4 separate regions of the Mus musculus genome follow, and regions 1, 2 and 4 are each linked to region 3. A link is a contact called in public ChIA-PET and Hi-C data. All regions are on one chromosome and are shown on one strand. Each heading gives the region's core, a stretch centred on a gene start, on an enhancer-like site or on the middle of the called end of the contact. The rest is flanking DNA. Distances are from core to core; before and after follow the strand shown.

Region 1 (2,700 bases), core at 93-2,592, 440 kb after region 3:
TTTTATTTATAGGCACTCGGGGTTTGTACTGCAGATAAACCTTAGCAAGAACGTAATTCTTCCAGGAGTCCTTGGAGGTGGTAACTTATAGTTTGTCAGGTGTCGGGTTTCTAGACCTCTGCTCTTAAGCATCTGTTCCTGTATTCATTACGGCAGCAGGTGTTGGTTAAGAGTCTGTGACTGTTGGTCACCACCAGCTTGACTGGACCTCGACACCTAAGAGATGTGTACTCGCGCAGGGCATTTATTTCTGGGAAGGTTTAAACTTTATATGCCCCAGTACAGGGGAACGCCAGGGCCAAAAAGGGGGAGTGGGTGGGTAGGGGAGTGGGGGTGGGTGGGTATGGGGGACTTTTGGTATAGCATTGGAAATGTAAATGAGCTAAATACCTAATAAAAAATGGGGAAAAAAAAAGGGGGAAGACTCACCCTAGATGTGGGTGGCAGCATTCTGTGACCTGGGGTCCTGACTGAATAAATGGGAAAGAAAGGACGAGGTAGCTCTGAGATTAAGGACACTGTTTGTGGCTAGGTGGCGATGCATGCACTCAGGAGGCAGAGGCAGGTGGATATCCGTGGGTTCGAGGCCAGCCTGGTCTTCAAACTTGAGTTCCAGGACAGCCAGAGCTACACACAGAGAAACACTGTCTCGAAAAACCACAAAAAAAAAAAAAAAAAAAGTAGCACTGGTTGCTCTTGCAGAGGACCTGGGTTCAATTCCCAGCTCTTACACGGCAGTTCATAAAGGTCTGTAACTCCAGTTCCAGGTGGTCCAACGCCCTCTGCTGGCCTCCACAGGCATTGCATGCACAGGGTGCCCGGACATACTCAGGCAAAACACATAAAATACAATTAAAATGCTCTTTGCCTCCCGACTATGGACTCTGACCCTCACCTTCCATTCTTGCCACCATGGCTTCCCCACTATGATGAACTGCACCCCCCAAGTCATGTGCCAAAAAGCCATTCATCCTTAAATTGCTTCCATTAGGGGATTTTTGTCAGTGATGAGGAAAGTCAGCGATACAGTGCCCCAAGGTGACGCTCTTAGCTAGCAAGTGTCTGCCCCTGGTGGCCATACGTCCTTCTCGGGGTTCTGTGGATAACTGTGATAACACAAGCAGTTGGTGTGCACCCCATTTCCGTAGACCAAGTGAGCTCTCGGGAGTGACACATTGTGGCAATGACTTTCATCCCTTTAAACACGCAGCCAATGCTTGGTGGCAACCTTTCCTAGTTCCTCTTTTTGATCCACCCTCCTTTGCTTTGCCCCCACCCTCCTTTGTGTTTCTGAAATAATTTGTGTGATTGGCTATTCCTTCCTTGGCTGATTCGCTGAAGTAGGCTCCTCTGCCACGTGTGTAGCGCCTCCCTTCAGCCCCACCAGTTAAAAGAGGAAGCTGTTGGTCGCTCTCTTGATCTGGGGAATGTGCCTTTGCAGGAGGCAGCTGCCACCGCCGGCTCAGGGTCTAGGCCTCGCAAGGTGGAGTGAGACCAGGGCTGCCAACAACATACATCAAGTTAAAATACTAGGTGCCCAGTTAAATTTGTGGTGACTATATTTTTCATATCTCCCCCAACCCCTCCTTGACAACAGATGGTTAAATAAAGCCCAGTATGCTTACTACCACCTAGAACCCAGAATAACTTGAATGATTTGGGAATTTTCTTTTTAGTTACACTTGGAACATAATGATGCTACATTCAGGGCATAGTTACCTTAGACTTATGCTTAAAAAAAAAATCCCATTACAGATGGTTGTGAGCCACCACGTGGTTGCTGAGAATTGAACTCAGGACCTCTGGAAGAGCAGTTGGTGCTCTTAACCACTGAGCCATATCTCCAGCGCCTATCCTCTGGAAGATCTCTTGGTGCTCAAATTCAGAGGAATAGTGTTTTGAAAGACATATCCAAAATACATGGGTGCCTGAGCAGTGTGTGGGGTGTTTACATTAGTGAGGGATTTAGAGCTTGTTGCCTGGTACCGTCTTTCCAGGAAAGGCTCAGCAGCACCTTCCAGATACCACAGGATGTGTGTGGACCATGGTCAAGGTCATGGGCCATGGTCAAGGTCATGGAGCATCCTGGAAGCACTGCCAGGGTGAATGTCACTGTTGGGGGTGGAAGGCGGGCACAAAGTGGCTGTCTTAGTCAGGGTTTCTATTCCTGCGTAAATATCATGACCAAGAAGCAAGTTGGGGAGGAAAGGGTTTATTCAGCTTACACTTCCACATTGCTGTTCATCACCAAAGGAAGTCAGGACTGGAACTCAAGCAGGTCAGGAAGCAGGAGCTGATGCAGAGGCCATGGAGGGATGTTACTTACTGGCTTGCTTCCCCTGGCTTGCTCAGCCTGCTCTCTTATAGAACCCAGGACTGCCAGCCCAGGGATGGCACCACCCACAAGGGGCCCTCCCTGCTTGATCACTAATTGAGGAAGTGCCCCACAGCTGGATCTCATGGAGGCATTTCCTCAACTGAAGCTCCTTTCACTGTGATAACTCCAGCCTGTGTCAAGTTGACACACAGAACCAGCCAGCACAGTGGCATTACCTCTGTTATTTCAGTAGAAAAGCCTTTGGTGGACTTCCAGCTTTGTCCTCTGAGAATTTCGTTGGCCAGTATCTTGGAGCAGGCCTTTGCCTTGGGTCTTTTGCTTCGCTTGATGGTCTGGGTGTGCCGAGAGCAGCCTCCTCTGGT
Region 2 (2,700 bases), core at 48-2,547, 330 kb after region 3:
ATTAGGCTACCGAGACCTTTTTTTTTTTTTTTTTTTTCCTGGTCTGGAATGTTCAGTATTAGGGTGTGAGTTCAATAAACTATTCTCTTTTTTAAAAGATTTATTTATTATATTTATATGCGTACACTGTAGCTGTTTTCAGACACACCAGAAGAGGGTATCAGATTCTATTACAGATGGTTCTGAGCCACCATGTGGTTGCTGGGATTTGAACTCAGGACCTCTGGAAGAGCAGGCAGTGCTTTTAACCACTGAACCATTATTTGGGGGGAAAACTGGTTAAAAAATTACTGCTAGCATTAATATATACAAAACATTAATAATCATTTTTTACACTGTGGTCTTTCTTGTCATTTTCATGGTTTTATTGATGGTGGTGGTTTGGGCTGAGACTGGGCCTGTTACTGAGACTGCCTAGAACTGCTAGTTATCCTCCTGCTTCAGCCCTCTGAGTACTAGGATTACTAATGTGACCCACCGTGCATGGCTATTGGTCTGCTTAAAATGACGATTCCGCCCTCTGTCGGTAAGGTTGCTCTGACATGCTCTTCCCATATGTCTGCATCAGCTCCTCCCTGATGCCTTCTGATCACATGGACAGCTTGTGACGGGGTAACGGCCTCAGTAGCCCTTCCCTTCAGTGATTTGTAGACATTACTTTGTTGTTTAAGGGCTTTGATTGTTGTTTGATTTTTGGTTTGGGTTTTTTAAGACAGGGTTCCTCAGTGTAGCCCTGGCTGCCCTGGAACTCACTCTGTCAACCATGCTGGCCTCGAACTCAGATCCACTTACCTCTGCTAACTGAGTGCTGGGATTAAAGGTATGCAGCATCACACCCAGCTATCAGCTTTGATATTGTAAAAGAACACAAGCTAGTCTGAGTTGTTTCTGTTGCAATTGATTTTTTTTTGTTCCTGGATACCTGGACATTTCCTAGTTTGTCTTGGCATAGAAACTTCAGCACCAAAATTCCCAAGAACACAAGGTATACCTTCAGTCTATGGGTTGAATTCTATCTGGAAGATTTGTGCACACACACACATGCACACGCCTTCCCGTCCTCCTCCTCTCTTCTTCTATTGCCCAGGTAGCCAGGTAGACATTCCTGGGCTAAAGCAAACCCCACACCCGACCCCATCTCGGAGTTCCTAGAGCCGTAAGAGCAGAGAGCCCACCAGGCCAGACTTTGGTACTCCCCTTGTGGAAGTCCCGTGACCCCTCGCCAGCCCTCTGCGTCAACGCCCCGCCCCTTTCTTCTTGGGCTTTCCTCAGTGCCTGTCTAGTCTCTCCTCTGCGTGTGTGAACAGTCCCATGGTCTTCATTTGCACTTCCTCTCACTTCCGTACTGCTTTCTTTTGTCAGCACTTGGGTTCTCAGCTGACGTCTAGGGCTTTGATCTTTTTTTTTTTTTTTTCCAACTTTACATGCTTGCTTCCTGATTACAGTAGTCTAGAGTTTGAGGAAATGGCATGGGCGTGGGTGGGGGAGGGGTGGCTGAAACCTGCTGGTGTGACCCTGGACCCTGTTGCCTAGCTGGAGAAATGTTGCTAATGTCCCCGCGTGGGCTTGCCCTCAGCCTTCAGCTGATCTCCTACACTCGTTTCTGGTAGGATGCCCCTTCAAGCTTCCCTTTCTATCATCTTCCCGATCCTCTACTCCCCCACCTGCTCAGATCTCATATCGCCCCTTGACTCCTAGGAAGTCTTCTTTGAGAAGTCCTTTTATTTATCTCTCATTTTGCTTGTCAGGATGAAGGGGAAGAGCCTGCTGATACTCACAGTCCACGCAATCCCTTGCTTCTCTAATGATTTTGATGGCAATAGATTAATTATACAAAACAGTAGGTTTCATTGTGAGCTGTCTCATTCAAAGCACGTACAGATAATGTCCTTTGATCATATTCTTCAACCCTTCCCCCTTTCTAAAAAATCTCCCTTTTACTTCTATGTCTCCTGGGGAACCAAGAAAGGCCTGAGTGACCATGTAAGGGGCAGATAAGCCCTGAGGGATGGGTATCATTGACCAGGGCGAGTGCCTCAGATCTATGGAAACTGGCAAAGTCTTTCTTTAGGGTAGACATTAAGAGTATGCAAAAAAATAAAAAAGAACAAAACAAAAATACTAACAGCTGTAGGGATCTGTTCCCAGATTGTTGCAACCTGAGAGAGCTGACCTACAGAGCCCTCCTACCAAAACAGTTAGCTCCTCTCCTACAGAGCCCGCCCACCAAAACAGCTAGCTCCTCCCTCTACAGAGCCCTCCCACCAAAACAGCTAGCTCCTCCCCCTGTGCGGTACAAAATACGTGCGAAGGTTCCAGGCTGTTGGTGCTGCTCCAGGAGAGGAATCAAGCTCACCCGATCCCAGCTTTTCTCTATGTGTGTCTGTGTGTCTGTCCTCTGGGATCAAGTCCATAGACATGTCTTTTACTGGTTTTGACCTCTAGAGTTTGCCTGTAAGAGAAAACACACATTTGTCTTTCTGAGTTTGGCCTGCTTTACTCAATGTTCAATGCAATGACTTCCATTTTCCAGTAATGTTACTGTTCCAGATGGCTGAATAAAAATTCTATTGAATAAATACACTACATTTCCCTTACCGATTCATCTGAGCATGTAGACCAGTTCTGTCTCTTGACTACCAATGTGGATGTTCAAGCCCCTCTGGCATGTTGGCAGATGTCTGGCTGACTCCTAGGACA
Region 3 (2,700 bases), core at 186-2,685:
TATGGAGGCATTTCCCCAACTGAAGCTCCTTTCTCTGATGATAACTCCAGCTTGTGCCAAGTTGACACACAAAACCAGCCAGTACATCTCCTAATGGTTTTATGAAGTTGCGTCTCGTTTCTATTCCTCCACAGGACGCAGGTAGAAAGATCAGAGAAAGGCTAGATTCCAGCCACCCCAGTCTCTACCTCTCTTAAACCAGCAAAGGATACCTCTTAATTGTATGTTAAAATCAAGGGGGCTGCAAGGCTGTGCTTTCTTTAAGGTTCTAGATAACTTGTTCTGTGTCTCTTCTGGCCACTTCCGATACCTTCCCTGATGTATCTCATCTCTTGGATGCACCCTTACCTCCAATTTTATGTATTTTTCCCTCCCTGGGTAAGTCTGCCTTTACAATGTCCATTCTGACCTAGACATGACAGCCATTGGACTAAGGGTCCACACTAGCCCTGTGTAGCACTATTTTAATTTTAATGTGATTAGTGACATTTGGAACAATCTTTTTTCCCCCTCTGAGACAAGGTTTCTCTGTGTAGCCCTGGACACGGGGATCTTTCTGTGTCTGCACCCCCCCCCCCCCAGTGCTGGGATCAAAGTCATGCACCACCACTGGCCAGTTGAAACAATCTTATTTTCTGATGGAATCACATTAAAAAGCTTAGACTTGGATATGTGTCTATTTTAGAGGGTCACAATTCACCCCCTTACAGATGTTCCAGTGATTTTGAGTTCACACTGAATATAAATAAAGGTGGGGAAAACTGACTTGCTCAAACCCCCAAAGAGAAGGTACGAGGGCTCAACGATGGGAGGCAAATTAAGAGGGAAAAGGGAGGCGGCCCCTTGTTTGGACTTCAAACACAGATGCTAGACCCTTGCTTGTGGTCTCCTGGGATGTCCTGCCAGATGCTGACCCCTGGGCCAGGGGACTCAAAGCACTGTATTCTCCAGCGTCTCCTTGGATTATATTTAATGAATTGGCCATCAGCTCTCACTCTAACGGCCTTCATCCTCGACCCCCAACAAAAAGAAGAGCAACAGCAGCATCAACAAATTCTGACCGATAACGACTCAAGCCAAACCAAACCCCCCCAACCCCCCTCCCCCGCCTGCCACCCCCGAATTGAAAACCACCTTTGATGGCCTGGATGCGGTTATCACAATAATTGTCTGCAGAGAAGAACGGGATGGCACCAGAGACCTGTCAGGAGGCGACAGGAAGCAGAGGCAGCATGACTTATTGTTGGTGACACGGATTCATCTTATTAAGGAGTAATGAATGGGTTAGCTCGGCAATTAATCACCAAAGCCTACTCCCCGGAGCTAGGAGAAACGGGAAGTGCCGAAATAAAGACAAGAAGAAAAGCTGTCACAGAGGCAGCGCGCTTTTCACGGATGGAGCTGGCTGACGGAGCCACGTGTTGCGGTCACCTGGAGGGATGTGTGAGTCAGAATCAGCGGTGCTGAGGCGCACTGCCTGACCCGGGCAATCAAGTCCTTGAGGGGTGAACCCGGGAAATCGCGTTTTTTCTGGCGCTCCTGAGATGATTCAGTGCAGCTAAGCTTTGGCACACTGAGAGAGGGGGGAGGGGGAAGGAGGGAGAGAGGGAGGCTAGAGCATACCCCCCATGTCCCTTAACCTCCCCCTACCCCCCACTTACGTCAATGATGCTGGCTCACCCGGGCCAGGCACCAGGATGCTACTTACTTGCTGCACCATTACCTCTGGTTAGCCGGGTTATTCTGAGAAAATGATTTTGATGAGGTCATTTTGGGGTGACTGTTTTATACCAAAAGGCCCTCAACAAAACATGAAAGCGGAGTTTTATGGCCTGAGCCTTCAGCACCCCACTTCCTAAAGACAGTGTGGCCTACGTGTGGGTAGAGAGCATTGGCTTCATTTGTGACTTGGGTAGGAAACAGTTGAGAACTTGGTGGTTTCTATAAGCACTGAAATGTCCTCAACTCAGGACAAATACAAGCATGTCACACTGTCCCCTGTTTCAGGCTGCTGCAATAGAATACGTGAGACTGGGTGTTTCACGAAGAGCAGAAATTGTTATACCATAGAGGCTGGGAAGGTCAGATGCACCGGTGTCAGGGAAGGTGCACAGCTAAGCACCTTCACCCTGCTCTCCCGTAGTTAAGGTGGAAGCAGGGCAGCGCGAGATAGCAGCAAATGGGCTGAGTTTTCATCTGTGAGGAAGCCATTCCTTCAAAAGGACAGTACTCCATTTGGATTTGATTGCCTCCCAAAGATCTCACTTCTCAACGTATTTGTGTTGAGGACCTAATTCTCAACATGTGGACTTGAGGGAGACACCTTCCAACCACAGTGCCTCGGTAGTAAACTAGTAGTGGCAAATTGCCAAGAGACTTCCTCCGAGAGGAGGTTCTTTCAAAGGACACTGTGGGTGGAACCTCAGAGCCGTGTCTGCCTATTGGCTCGTGGCCAAGTCCATTTTGCACCCTACCCAATGACACAGCAAAGGAAGGCGCAACCTGTGCTAGCAGGGGTCATTCTCTTTGGTTTGTCTCCCTGTCTGACACCTGCTCAGTCCCCTCATGGTTGTTTTACACCTTTATCTCCCAACACTGGCCAGAGAATTGCCCTAAATTTGAGACCAGTCTGGTCAACAGAGTGAGTTCCAAGCCATCCAGAGCTATAGAGTGAGGTCCTGTGTCAAAAATAAAAAACAA
Region 4 (2,700 bases), core at 60-2,559, 270 kb after region 3:
CTCTGTTTTCCTCTACGTTTGGATTCTTAGGGAGTTGGGTCTGTGATGTAGGCTCCTAGGAGTGTATGGAATGCCTTCAGCCAGGCCGCCACTCAAGAGACAAGTAGGTCCTCTGAAGTGTCCCGTGAGTTCCCGTCCGATGAGGGAACACGTGACTGGGGAGATGGTTCTGGGGAATGACGCAGGCTCCTAGACAACAGGGACTGCATAGCTCACGTCTGAACTCTCAGTGGCCGCAGAGCCTGTGGTGCACCTGTGCGTCGAGAGAGAAAGAGGATGAGTAGCCACCGTTCACGTCAGAAGATGTGCTGTTATTTACAAAACGATGTATGTGCCATGCATGAAATCATCCTTAACAGCACCCAGACTTTAGCCCTGGAAGGTAGGCAAGGCTGCCTTTAGGTGAGGTCACAACTGTAGGTGGGTGTAATAGTATCGTGTGGAGACTGCCCTTCCGAAAGGTCTGAGATATGAATAAGGCTCAACTGAATACTTGTGGTTTCTGTATTCTGATCCTAGATCCGTGGTAGACATTATTTTTTCACCTAAATATTCTAGCATCGGCATTATATTATGCTGTTTTAAATTCACAATACAATTACGTCACCGGGTCAAACAGGGGCTAGGCTGGGAAGTGGTGAATCTACATGTAGTCTCCACTACCACTATATAGTTTCTGGTCATTTCAATTAAGCGGATTGCAGCTTTATGGCCCTAGGACTTCAGGAAACGTGTGTTCAGACATTGCCTCTGCTTCACAAGAGTCTTGTTTCTGTTGAACTTCCACGGCCTTATTGGAAATCAATGATTGTTTCTGATCTTCAAACTGTCATGTTGAGGAGACCTAAAGATTAACTCACTCAATAAAATGGTTTGAGATTGCAGGATGTGGAGAACTTGCAATGATTAAAACACATGCTTCTGCACCACGGTGTGTCCTATTTTAACTGTGTCTACACAGTGCGCGAGGGAATTTCTCCGTGCAAGTTGTTTTCCTCCAACAATCCGCGTGATCATGGCATTTCTGGACACAGGTAGGGACTGACTCCAGAGCAAGAGCCTCTAAACTGAACCGAGACAAGGGCGCTATCCTTTCCTAGCAACTGTTGCTATGCGGGGGCGTGGCATCGATGCGGGCAAGGACGCCCCGGAGGCCCCTTCCCCTCACCTGCACAAACTACATTTCCCATGATGCTCCGAGAGGGCTCCGTTGTGACGAACGGAACAAGCGCAGACGGGGGCGGGGGAGGTGGGGGGCGCTATTCCCAAGTCGGCTCTCGGGCACCAGCAGGGGCCACCGCCGCCATGTTGGGCTGAGGCGATGACAGGAGGCGGCCGGGGCGTGTGGGATTGAGAAGTGGAGGAGGAGGCGGAGAGTCAGGGCTCTGAGGGGGAGCTGTTCCCAAGCTAAGGGAGGAGCCCCCGGAAGACGCTGCGGAAGGCAGGCAGCGAGGCGGAGGCGGCCGGAGCCCAGACGCGATGCGGCCCGACCGGCGCGGCTGCGCTGAGGCGCCCGCGGCCTGAGCCCCCCCGGCGCTGCGCTCGGTTCGGCTCGGCCCAGTTCGGCTCGGCTCGGCTCGGCGGCTGGCGAGGTCGATGCCCTTGAGCGCGGCTGCGCGCAGCCCGGCTGTGCGGCCCCGCGGCGCGCGCTGAGCTTCTCGGCGGCCCCGGCCGCTTTCAGCTCGGCGCTCGATGTGTAGCCACATAGTTATCTGTACACTTCGTCGCCGGGGCTTTAATGAGGACCTGAGTCGCGAGCGCGTGTGAATCACCGCCTGGGCCGGGGAAAGAGGACGGCGCATTTAACCCCCTCCCACCCCGCTCCATGTCCGTGTGTCACTCGGCTCTGTCCACCTGGCGCGGCGGGTCCTGGAGCTGCTACTGCTGCTGACGATCGGCTCCCCTCGCGCCTCTCGCCCCAGAAGCTCTTGTGCTCCCACGTAACTTCTACTTTTTTTTTTAATTTTTATTTTTTTTTTCATTTTTGGGAAAAGCTCAGCACAAACCGATCAGAATTGTGAAGGTTCTTTTTTATTTTTTCCGTAGTTCCAGCACTTCTGCTCTTGCTTTTTGTTTTGTTTTCTGCGTAAACCTCTGGCCCACTCTCAAAAGGCAAGATGTCCAGTCATGTCCCGGCGGATATGGTAAGTGAACGATAAGTTCCGACGTTCGGATTGTAGTGTGGTTTCCAATCTTATTTAATCGGAAGACGACGCTGGCGTCGGGGCGAAGGTTTCTGGGGCCCGGCGGGGGTGAGAAATGGGGGGCACTTCTGGAAAAGCCAATCTACTTGGCTTTGGAGAAGTTGGCTCTTCTGCCCCCCTCCCCCCTTTTCTTTTAGGAAGCACTGGTTTTTGGTGTGGTTTTGCAGCTTTTTCTTTCTTTTTTTCTTCTTCTTTTTTTTAAAACCACTGGGAGTCACTGGTTCGGTTGTGTTTCCTAAGTCGCCGGAGGCAGGGAAATGCAGTGGAAGCGGAGGAAATTCCTTCCCGATTGCTAGAAGGCTTTCAAGGCTTGGATTTAAACGCTTCGGGAAAACGTCAAGGGCTGTGTGGACACGGCCGGGGACGGGCGGCGAGCTGGATACCTAGGGTAGGAAGAGGCTGTCTGGCTCAGTGACAGACAAGATCGTTCAGACGTAGGTGCACACTTGATACATTTCAGGGGCAGCGGCGCACCTCTTTGGAAAAAGTCTTGCTG

The links. Hi-C and Micro-C count contacts between places; a contact is called where the count stands out from the background. ChIA-PET counts read pairs in DNA pulled down with a chosen protein or histone mark.
Region 1: a Hi-C map of bone marrow-derived macrophages shows a contact between it and region 3, with 19 read pairs. The contact joins two enhancer-like sites. A contact is called at or near these places in 1 of 484 Hi-C or Micro-C datasets (bone marrow-derived macrophages) and 1 of 115 datasets of contacts at active chromatin or transcription factors (embryonic basal ganglia).
Region 2: a contact with region 3 is called in an RNA polymerase II ChIA-PET map of memory CD8 T cells, with 10 read pairs. The contact joins two enhancer-like sites. A contact is called at or near these places in 1 of 484 Hi-C or Micro-C datasets (bone marrow-derived macrophages) and 2 of 115 datasets of contacts at active chromatin or transcription factors (effector CD8 T cells and memory CD8 T cells).
Region 4: an RNA polymerase II ChIA-PET map of memory CD8 T cells shows a contact between it and region 3, with 40 read pairs. The contact joins the promoter of Ubl3 here to the enhancer-like site in region 3. A contact is called at or near these places in 1 of 39 promoter capture datasets (the C10 cell line), 10 of 115 datasets of contacts at active chromatin or transcription factors (the SCID.adh cell line, bone marrow-derived macrophages, effector CD8 T cells and 7 more) and 3 of 9 other capture datasets (adipose tissue, liver and macrophages).

What each region holds. Positions count from the first base shown.
Region 1 is chr5:148,378,288-148,380,987 of GRCm38.p6, reverse strand. All of the region lies in intron 1 of Slc7a1 (solute carrier family 7 (cationic amino acid transporter, y+ system), member 1), which reads left to right. Among named protein-coding and RNA genes, the nearest start is that of Slc7a1, 20 kb to the left of the region's middle. Within about 2 kb of position 1,342, at least 86 of the 459 cell types and tissues checked have an H3K27ac peak or open chromatin away from gene starts, as enhancers often do. A contact at or near this core is called in bone marrow-derived macrophages, where this site is marked.
Region 2 is chr5:148,494,033-148,496,732 of GRCm38.p6, reverse strand. No RefSeq gene overlaps it. Among named protein-coding and RNA genes, the nearest start is that of Ubl3, 57 kb to the left of the region's middle. Within about 2 kb of position 1,297, at least 136 of the 459 cell types and tissues checked have an H3K27ac peak or open chromatin away from gene starts, as enhancers often do. A contact at or near this core is called in bone marrow-derived macrophages, effector CD8 T cells and memory CD8 T cells, where this site is marked.
Region 3 is chr5:148,819,341-148,822,040 of GRCm38.p6, reverse strand. No RefSeq gene overlaps it. Among named protein-coding and RNA genes, the nearest start is that of Gm36405, 11 kb to the right of the region's middle. Within about 2 kb of position 1,435, at least 87 of the 459 cell types and tissues checked have an H3K27ac peak or open chromatin away from gene starts, as enhancers often do. A contact at or near this core is called in bone marrow-derived macrophages, effector CD8 T cells, extraembryonic endoderm stem cells and 1 more, where this site is marked.
Region 4 is chr5:148,551,397-148,554,096 of GRCm38.p6, reverse strand. It overlaps Ubl3 (ubiquitin-like 3), which reads left to right and starts at 1,309. Exons shown (of 5, transcript NM_011908.2): 1 at 1,309-2,144. The coding sequence starts at 2,118.